2 separate regions of the Sus scrofa genome follow, and region 1 is linked to region 2. The links are chromatin contacts, called in public Hi-C maps. All regions are on one chromosome and are shown on one strand. Each heading gives the region's core, a stretch centred on a gene start, on an enhancer-like site or on the middle of the called end of the contact. The rest is flanking DNA. Distances are from core to core; before and after follow the strand shown.

What was found. A called contact is a pair of places that touch in the nucleus more often than the background predicts.
Region 1: a Hi-C map of subcutaneous adipose tissue shows a contact between it and region 2, with 1.5 times the contacts expected there. The contact joins two enhancer-like sites. A contact is called at or near these places in 3 of 47 Hi-C or Micro-C datasets (embryonic fibroblasts, heart right ventricle and subcutaneous adipose tissue) and 1 of 2 datasets of contacts at active chromatin or transcription factors (skeletal muscle).

Annotation. Positions count from the first base shown.
Region 1 is chr14:81,235,009-81,240,104 of Sscrofa11.1, reverse strand. It overlaps LOC106506054 (a long non-coding RNA gene), which reads left to right. Exons shown (of 10, transcript XR_002338702.1): 5 at 2,554-2,723. Among named protein-coding and RNA genes, the nearest start is that of ZMIZ1, 170 kb to the left of the region's middle. Within about 2 kb of position 1,769, at least 11 of the 83 cell types and tissues checked have an H3K27ac peak or open chromatin away from gene starts, as enhancers often do. A contact at or near this core is called in subcutaneous adipose tissue, where this site is marked.
Region 2 is chr14:81,315,099-81,320,078 of Sscrofa11.1, reverse strand. All of the region lies in intron 4 of LOC106506054 (a long non-coding RNA gene), which reads left to right. Among named protein-coding and RNA genes, the nearest start is that of ZMIZ1, 91 kb to the left of the region's middle. Within about 2 kb of position 1,893, at least 73 of the 83 cell types and tissues checked have an H3K27ac peak or open chromatin away from gene starts, as enhancers often do. A contact at or near this core is called in subcutaneous adipose tissue, where this site is marked.

The sequences.
Region 1 (5,096 bases), core at 520-3,019, 80 kb after region 2:
GTGATGATGATGGTGATGGTGGTGATGATGGTGGTGATGGTGGTGATGGTGACGATAGTGATGGTGGTGATGGTGGTGATGGTGATGATGATGGTGATGACAATAGTGATGGTGGCAATGATGATGATGGTGATGGTGGTGCTGATGGTAGTGATGGAGATGGAAATGGTGCCTGGTCTTCAGCCCCAAATCCAACCCAATGAAGGGGGAGGAGCCTGAGTCGACCTCTGCTGAATTCCCCTCCCTAGTATAGCATCTGGCATTTAGCAAGGGCATCATAAATATCTGTGAACAAGTGAATGAATTCACTTGTTGAAGGCATGCTGAGAGTTTGGATGTGTCACAAAGACGGGAGGCACAGGTGGTCAGAGTCATCACCATGGCGTAGGCTTCCAGGTACTGTGAACCCTCTGCTGCCTCTGCAGCCTCCTCCCCAGGCAATGACTTAGGAGGGCAGTAGGATGCTGGTGTTTGAGGAAGACTCAGCAGAGATTAGAGATCTCTTTTCTCCACAGAGTGGCCTCCCAATCCTCTGGAGTTTGGCACCGGGGAAGAGGCTGGTTCAGACCTGGGCTGAGCTCTGGATAAATTAACCAGGGCCTGTGAATTGACACAGTTAGAATTCCTTCCTCATGTCCCCTGCCTGCATTCTTGCCAACTTTCTTACCCATCCCCTGTTTATTGAACCTGTCTTGGGCTCCTGCCCTGTGCCAGGCCAGTACTGGGATGGAACAGTGACAAAACTGATACCAAGGAAAGAAATGTAGCCCATGTGTCACAGGGGCTCACTGTCTAGTGGGGGAGTAACCACAGTCATCAAATTTTCAGTATGACTGGATATTTGGGTGGAAGTTGGGGCAAGGGCTTGGACACAGACTAGAGGCAAGAATTTGGTCTGGATCTTGAGAGATTAATAGGATTCAGGAGTCAGAGGAGGGGATGGGGATTTCAAGCTGAGGGGAGTGCATGTACTGAGACTGAGGTGGAAAGGTGCTCATGAAAGTGCTTGATGGGGCTGAGCTTTGTGTTGTTGGTACAGGGTGGGCTTGGTGGGAAATGGGGACAGAACATGAGGCTGGAGTCAGACTGTGAATGGACAAATGCTAAGGCATTTTTGTGAGGGCAGCGGGCAATACAAGCCATGATGGTCTCGTTTGTATCTGTGACTCAGGAGGAACATCCGCGCCAGGGAGAGGGTTGGTCGGCAAAGGCACATATAGAGGATGAGAGACCTGGGAGGAGGTGAGGATAATGAAGATACTGATGACGATAGTGATGAGGATAATGAAAATGTGATGGTGGTTATGGTGATGCTGAGATGATGATAGTGGTGTGATAATCATGGCGATGATGGGGATGAGGACGTGGTGTGATGGAGATGATGGTTTGATGGTGGCAGTAGTGATGATTCAGGTCCCTGACACCAGCCAGGGCTCTGCTGTATGACACACTGTGTGACATACCACCTTGGGAGATGGGTATGTAGGAGGCTGAGAGAACCTACCGTGAGGGGCTCCCTTCTCTCTTCTCCCTCAGCAAGCCCAGGGACAGCCCCCAAAGGTGATCAGAGGGCGTCTCAGCTGGTCAGGCCCCAAGGAGTGGATATGGAGTGGGGCTTGGGGAAACTCCTCCAATGCCAAACATTGCCTGAAAGTCGGTGGCTGGTCCAGTCTGGATGCAGCACCCCCTCAGTTCACATCTGTGCCCACCATGGGGCTCAGGCTTAGCTGCAAATGGCAGCCTTGCCTGTTCTGCCCTCCCCTGCTGCAGGCCCTCGCACCAGGCCGGAATGTCCTCAGGAAACGGGTTACCTCTCTCCTGGGGGTGCTTCTGGATTCCCGTTTGCAGCTCCAGCCAGGATGTTTTGCAATGAGCTTAGAGAAAGCATTCATTCCGGGAAGAATCAGGCAGTGGAATGCTCCCTGCCAGCAGGGGTGTGGGTGAGAGGGCGCAGGGCTCCCTGCTGGGCTGGGCTGGGCTGGGCTGGGGTGGGCAGGGGGCGGTGCTGGCTGCCTGGCTGGCCCATTCCTCAGCCCTCGGGGACTTTGGCCTCTGGGCTGTTTATCTGTCTGTGGACTTGTCCATCTGGCTTAAAGAAGCTGGTTGGCTCAGGCCAGCCCTCCAGATTGTCTGCCTTCTATCAGGCACCTTGAGCTTTGCTGAGCTTTATTTTATTTTTGAATATTTTTGAAGATGACTCAAAAGCGATTACTAAATGAAAAGGTGTACTCACCTCCAGCCCTGATACTTCTGCCCGTGTTCCCTGTTTTTTTGTTTATTCATCCAGTGTTTCTATTTGCAAAAATAAGCAGCTACATAGCTACGTTTGGATCTCCCAAATTTCTTGCCCCAGCAGAAGCATTCTGTGTGCCTTGCTTTGCACTTTTTCTTTTTTTCTCCGTTGTTCCTTTCACACTGGTGAAGTGGAGATCTGCAAAGTCCTCTGCTGGGAGGGGTTGCCCCAAAGTTATTTCAGGTATTTGAGTTTGTAGACCCAGGCATCTACAAATACTTTGCTGATTTCCCAATTGGGCTTTTTATATACTTTTTCAGGACCCCAACCCCAGGTGCCAGAGTCTTCCCTGCCCTGTACAGCCCTGCTCATGCCATGGTCTCCTGTGGACGTTCCCTCCTTCCCACGTTGGCGGTATTGCTGTCCAAGCTTTGCAGGGGAGGAATCTGAGGAATTGAGAAGTCAAGTAACACACCCAATAGGATAACTAGTAAGTGATGAGGTCTGGGATTTGAGTTTGGAGCAGTCTGTCTCTAGAATCCTTCCTCTTTTTTTTCTTCTCTTTGGGGCTGTACCTTCGGCATATGGGGGTTCCAAGACTAGGGGTTGAATCAGAGCTGCAGCTGCTGGCCTACGCCACAGCCACAGCAACACCAGACCCAAGCCGCATCTGCAACCTATGCTGCAGTTTGCAGCAACACTGGATCCTTAACCCACTGAGCGAGGCCAGGGATTGAACTTGCATCCTCATGGATGCTAGTAGGCTTAACCTGCTGAGCCACAATGGAAACTCCTAGAATCCTTCCTTTTCATGATGTCTCACTGCTGGGGAACAGAGAGCGACCTCGTCCCATGTCTTCAGGAATTGGAAGGGTCCCTTGGCTTCGAGAGGGGTGGGGATTTGCCAAGGTCACACAGCTGCACCAGCAGCTCCAGAGGGGAAGCATCCCTGGGTACCTAATGCTCTCCCATACTGGAGTGGAGGCTCCTCAGGCAGACCTTTTCTTTTTTATTTTTTTGTCTTTTTGCCATTTCTTGGGCTGCTCCCGCGGCATATGGAGGTTCCCAGCCTAGGGGTCTAATGGGAGTTGTAGCTGCCAGCCTACGCCAGAGCCACAGCAACGCTGGATCCGAGCCGCGTCTGCAACCTACACCACAGCTCACGGCAACGCTGGATCGTTAACCCACTGAGCAAGGGCAGGGATCGAACCCGCAACCTCATGGTTCCTAGTCAGATTCGCTAACCACTGCGCCACAATGGGAACTCCAGGCAGACCTTTTCCTCTAAACTCCTTGGCTTCAAGCCCAGGATGGCTCCTATGCCCGTCTGCTGGGCTTAAATTCAGATTCACAGAAGCTCTCTGCTAAATGATTTAATAGATTCATTGCACAGATGGACACACCAAGGCAGGAGGGAGGAGGGGAAAAATCACACAGTTCAACTGCAGCAGAGCTGGCGTGGGTTCCAGGTCCCGTGACTGTAGTCTGGGCATCTATCCAGGCCCCCACCCAGCACCCTTCTTACCTGGCAGTGCGTGTGCCTCCCTTCCCAAACTTCCTTCTGACTTTTTTTTTTAGGGCCACACCATGGCATATGGAAGTTCCTAGGCTAGGGGTCAAATTGTAGCTGCAGCTGCCGACCTACGCCACAGCCACAGCAATGCCGATCCTTAACTCACTGAGCAAGGTCAGGAATCAAACTTGCATCCTCGTGGATACTAGTTGGGTTCATTACTGCTGAGTCACAATGGGAACTCCCTGGCTTCTTTCAAGATAGCAATTTCTCAGCTTCTCTCAGCCTTTGTCCAGGTGTCAGAAGACTCCGTTTCCATTAGCATTCATTGGCTAAGGTGGCCTCCGCCAGAGAAGGGAGTTGGGTGGGTAGTGCACGAAATCCTGGTAAAGTTGGCAGCTGAAATCACATCCTGGTCAGCGAACACAAGGGCTGAGTGTGTATGTGCATGTGTGTGCACATGTATATTGTGTATTTATGTATGTGCACACATGTATTGTGCATGGCTCATGTGTGTACAGACATGTGCATATTGTATATGAGTATATTGTATATGTATAGGTGTATATGTGTATAAATGTGTGTACTGTGTGTCTTGTATGTGTGTGCGCATGTGTATATGCGTGTGTATGTGTGTATAGTGTATATGTGTGCGCATGCATGTGTGTGTGTGTGTATGCGTATGTATGTGTACCTAGTGTATGTATATATGCATGTGTGTGGCAGTCAAGGCTCACAGCCTTCACATCATGATCTCTTGATGTTGGGTCTTTGACGTTCTCCAAAGAGATGCAGTTGAAAGTCTCATAGGTCCTCGGGAGACTGGGGATTCCTTTGGCACTTGTAGGCAGGGAACAGCCTCAGGTCAGTGGCTGCTTCTGCTTGTGGTCTGAGCGTGGGCTCAGGCCCCAGGGAAACTCAAGATCCACACTAAATTCATATGGGGTCACTACTGGCGAACGTGAGACCTTAGACAAATCATTTCTTCCCTCTGGGCTCAGCTTTCCCTCCCATAAAGTGGAGGTGTAACATCTGTTGTGAAGATGAGGGGAACTGCTTGTTTTGGAAATTGTGCCAAGCTCTTCCCAATTCTGTGATTTCCACGTTTTGCAGGCAAAAGACATCTCACTGTATGTTGTCCTGTATATGCAGCTGTGGACTTGCATGTATACCGAATTTAATTTTGTGTAAGATGTTTGGGAACCAGGGTCAGGTGTGCAGGTGCTTGTATGTATTAATTAGGATTTCATTACAATCACGTGGAATAGAGCAGGGCCTAGTGGGTCAGTTTGAATCCCGCTGCCCCCCTCCCTTAGCCGGCTTGGCTCAAATCAGCCACGTAACCTCAGT
Region 2 (4,980 bases), core at 644-3,143:
TGATGGGTAGTTACACGGGAGGATCTTTAGACAAGAAGAAGCTGCTAGGTTGGCTGAGAAGTAATGGGAAAAGGAAGGAGATGAAAACAAATAACCATGGGCATCTGTTAAGGGCCAGGCACTGTGCTGGGATGGCCCCTTTAATCAGCCTCTACTAGCCTTCCTGACAAGCCTAGGAGTTAGGAAGGAACTGTCCTTATTTGTCCCTTGTTTACATGAAAACAATGGCAGTATCAAAAGGAGTTAGTTCAGTGTGGTCCTGAACACTGCCCACATTTTCTTAATGCATCCTCCCACCCCCTCATGAGGTCAGAGTCATTATCTCCATTTCCTGATGAGGAGTGTGAGGTTCAGAAGAGTCACACAGAGGCCAAGATCAGGAACTTGAGAGCCGGTCTGCTGGGTGGCCCCCTCCTCTTCCTAACTGCGTGACATCAGGCAGTTCCTGAACTTTTCTAGACTCAGCTTCCTCATCTGGAAGTAGGGATAATCAAAGCACCTGCCTTATCAGGGTGTGGTGAAGATTAAATGAGATAATACATGTAAAACACACAGAAGGGAGCCCAGCACACAGTAGGTGTTATTAAGGGTTCCCTGTTACTATTATTAACGTTCAAGGTCTTTCAGGTAGAAAGCGGAAGAACCAGGTTTTCCCAGGGCCTGTGGTGAGGCTGATCCCTGCCTCTGCCCAGCTGACCTTGGCCCTGAGTGGGACTGGCTGTGCTGACCCAGGCTCAGGAAGGAGGAGCTCTACATCCCCCACCAGGCCGTTCCTCTGCAGCAGGCATGTGACATATTGTGGTGTGATGTGTTTTCCCCTCATGGTGCAAGATGTGACTCAGAAGGGCATGCTGGGGAAATGAGTTTCTTGGATTTGCCCACCTCATCGCCCCTGCGTTCTTTAGAATTTCTCTGAATCAGACTTTATATCTGGTGCTATCGCTCACTGGCCTTATTTATGCGGAAAACAGCTCCACATTTCCAACTTGCTCAACAGCCCTCAGGATTCATCTTGGGCCCTGGGAGGGTAGCAAAAGGCGGGGAGGGCCAAAAGGAAAAAGAAAGAAAGAAAAAGGGAGAAAGAAAGAAGGAAAGAAAGAGCCAGCAACAATCAAAACAACCCTTTTCTCCCTGTGTAATCTGGGCAGCTTCCAGGAGGATAATGTCTTTCCACCGTGAATCGCCCCCTCCCTCCCAGGCTGTTTTCACAGGAAGCAAATCCTGGAGCATTTTCAATGTGCCCCTCGAGGCAGAACAATGAGGCCCTTGAAGCCTCGGCCCCGCGCTTCCTCCAGTTATCCGGAGGCCCGGCCGAGCCCCTCCTGGAGCGGGGCGGGGAGGCGGCGGCGCGAAGGGGCGCGGGACCGGCTCTGGGAAATGGAGTGGGGGGAGTCTGCGGGGTGTTGCGGAGCCGCACGGGGGAAGCCCATTAGCCAAATAATAGGTTTGGATCCGACTGTTTTGCCAAGGTACCCGGCATTTATCCGGCTCCCCGATTGGGGGCGGGGAGCTGGGAGGAGGAGGCGCGGATCCAATTACGGCTGCTCCTGCCCGGTCGCCGGGAGGTGGTGGCGGGCCGGGCAGGCAGGCGGGCGGGCGGGGATGGGAAGGGCCGGGTGGAGCGGGAGGCTCGGGGCTCGTGCGCGCAGAGCCCGGGCAGCGGGTCGGGGGGCGCCTGTCCCCCAGGCCCGGCCCGGGCCGCGACCCGCGCCGCCTCCCCCGCCCGCCGGCTCAGCTGCCTCATTGTTTATTGTGGAGTCTGGCTCGCCCCCTCCCCGTCCCCCTCCCTCGCTCCCGCCTCCCTCCCTCCCGCTCCTTTCTCCCCTCCTCCCGAAAGAAAGAAGAGCCAGTCTGTGGAGACGAATGAGTCATGAATAAACAAACAGCGTGGGGGAGCTGTCACTCCGGGCTGACTTCCTGGCCGCGCTCTGCTCCGCGACCTCCTGGCGGGGCGCAGAAGCTTGGCTGGCTGGGATGGGCAGGGGCGGGCTCCCCTCTCCGTGGGCGAGGGGTGGGGTGCCCAGGACCCCAGTTACCAGGCTGACCTTGAGCACAGCCCTCAGAAACATCGAGTCCGTTAGACAGCGTGTGACCCAATGTCCCCAAACCTATCTGTACACGTATGCTGAGGGTGGTGAGTCTGATTTCCTTGGGTTTGACAAAAGCCATACGCCACAGACAGGCATGTGAGCATCTGCTGTGTGGGGTTGATTTCCCTGTGTGGGCTCACCCTCTGGGAATGCTGTGTGTGTATGTGTGCGCGAGCGCGTGTGTGCACGCATGCGTGGTGTGTGTGTTTGTTGATGTGGTTTCTCTTGCATGTGTATATCTGGTATGTGCTGCAGACGCTAGGGCACTGTGAAGACGGGTATATGTGGGATGTGTGTGTGAGCGTGTGGAGTGTCTGTGTGTGGAGTGTGGGGTACACATGAGTGTGTGTTCGTGCCAGGGCTGGTAGCCTGTGTGTGTGTTTGTTGTGTAATCATTTTTCTGACTCTGAATCTGCTTCTGCCGCTTTAAGATTTGAGATCTTTCTTTGTGCTTAGTTTTCTACTTGGGCCTTTTTCCTTTCCCTTGTGTGATCCTGTGGGTCATTCGGGGCCATCTCTTCCCATTAGTGAGGCCCCAGGGCCCCAGCAGACCTCCAGGGCCTGGCCTGGCTGGCCTCAGCGTCCAGCCAGCTGTGGCCACACGCAGGCTCCCGGCGCTGACTCATGCCTGGCGAGAGCAAAGCAGAGCAGAGTCTGACCAGAGCCCAGGCTGGGTGAGCCCCCCCTGTGGGGAGGGCGCTCTGGGCCCTGCCTCTGGGGGCTCTCCTGAGCCCTTGAGCTCGAGGAAAGGGGCCTGAGCTAGTCCAAACCTTCTGGGGCCTTCTGGTGTAGAGAGGAGTCCATGCAATGGGTCAGAGTCAGGGGCAGGGGTTGGGCATATCTTCTGGCTTCCCCAGCAACCACACACCCTCACAGAGGTCCATCCCAGGACCAGTACTGACCGCTGAGCCTTCAGGAGGAAAGTTGGTGAGACTGAGCATGGCCGTGACTCAAGCTCCAGCCCTGGCCCTAGTTGCTTGGCTGGGTCCAGTACCCTGACATCTCTGGTCCTGCTCCTTCTCCATGGGCTGGCCCAGCTCCTACAGTTCTCCAACTTTGGGTGGGGGATTTGCATTCAGGGCCAGATCTCCCTAAAGCTGAAGCAAGGTGCAGTTTTGCTGCCCTTTCCCCATTATCACCCTCTTCTGCAGCCCCACTGCTTGTTGGACTTGGTTTCCTGGCCCTGGAATCATGGCATTGGTTATGGCCTTGACCGGGAGTTGGCCCTGGGGGCAGTAGGCCAACCTTGGTCATTTCTCAGCCTCCTTCCCATCCTTCATCTGGCAAACAGTTTGGAAGGGTAGCTAAATCAGTGTGAGCTGGGAGGCAGGTAAATGTGAGTTCACAGTCTAGCTTCCTCACATTGCCCTCTGTGTAACACAACCTTGCAGAACCCTTCTTTCCTCTTCTTTAAAATGTACAAACTGACCCCTACCTCACAGTTTAGTTGCAAATGTTAAGGGAAAAAAATGCCTGAGTCTTTAGCATGGAACAGAGCCTCCAAAAAGAATAGATTACCCTCTGTCCTCCTACAGCCTGACCTGGACCTAGATCATCAGGGCCTAGAATTTTACCTGCCCAAACTTGCTTATCCTCTGGTCAAGCCCTGTGGCCCTTGTCTGGAATTTGAGGACTCAGAAATAGTCCCACACAGCAGTGGGGGTCTCTGAGGCAAGGGTAATGTGGGCCCTGGGCCTGTCCTTCAGAACCAGGCCCTTCTAGGCAGGACAGCATGGACCTACGGCATCCTCCTGGGGCTTTCCCTGTGGAGAGAAGTCTATACCCTTCAGGTCTTACTCTAGCTGTGTCTGGGCTGGCTTCGATTTGTAGACAAGTTGTTTGGTCTACGTGGGATTTAGCAGCCACTACTTAGGGATGGAGGCATTTCCCATGAAAATGTGGATTTTTCAACTTCCTAGGATAATTAGGAGCTTTGGTCACCCTGGGCTCATATTCCTATGTGGCAAATGTGAGCTGGAGCTGAGAAGTGGGGGACCCCTTTGGGCAGGATGTGTGCTGTCTGTTTACTGCAATTGCCACCATTCCCTGTTGATCTTGTTCTCAAACTTGAGTGTGTAGGAGCATCATCTCCGTGTTAAAACACAGAATGCTGGGCTCCACCCCAGTTTCTATTTCAGTGGGCCCAAGACTTTCCATTTCTAACAAGTTACCAGACGGTGCTGATGTTGCTGGTCTAGGGACCCGCTTGGTGTACTCCTGCCCCATGTGATGTTGAGTCCAAGTTGGTTACCATATATCAGCTCACTTGGCCTGTTGTTCTCCTGTGGAGTATGTCATATATTTCTCTATACTCAAACTCTAGCAAAAGTAGGAGAAAAAAAAAAATGACAGTATCATTTGTTTGATTAAAATGGAGATGTGAATATTTCTTTGGAGATATAAAAGATTTCCCCTTGTGTTTGCATGCAGACAATTTGCACGTATGTCAAATGGATACTACGTAAAGTGCCATGGTGATGCCTGCCCTGAGTGTGACACCGGGGAGGGGCCAGGTGGGTGGTGTCTGCACCAGATTCTCATATCTGCCCACCTCACATCATGTATGTTATTTGCTTGGCCCCCTGGGTGTTTGAGTGTGTGACCCTGCCGACTGCAGTTTATTCATTGAATGACTAATTTGAACAAATTTGATCACTGCACTGTATTAGGCTATGGAGACAGAGCTATGTAAGACACTGGGGTTTACTCTTGTCGGACTCAGACCATTGGGACAGACTGACAAAACAAAATGAACAGGTATATAAAAGAAGGAATTACAGATTGTGGTAATAATCAGCATGCTGAGATGGAGATAATGAAGAATGTGGGGACCTCCTTTGGTGTGAGTGGTTGGGGAAGACTCTCAGAGTTCCCCATCCTATGCGGTGGA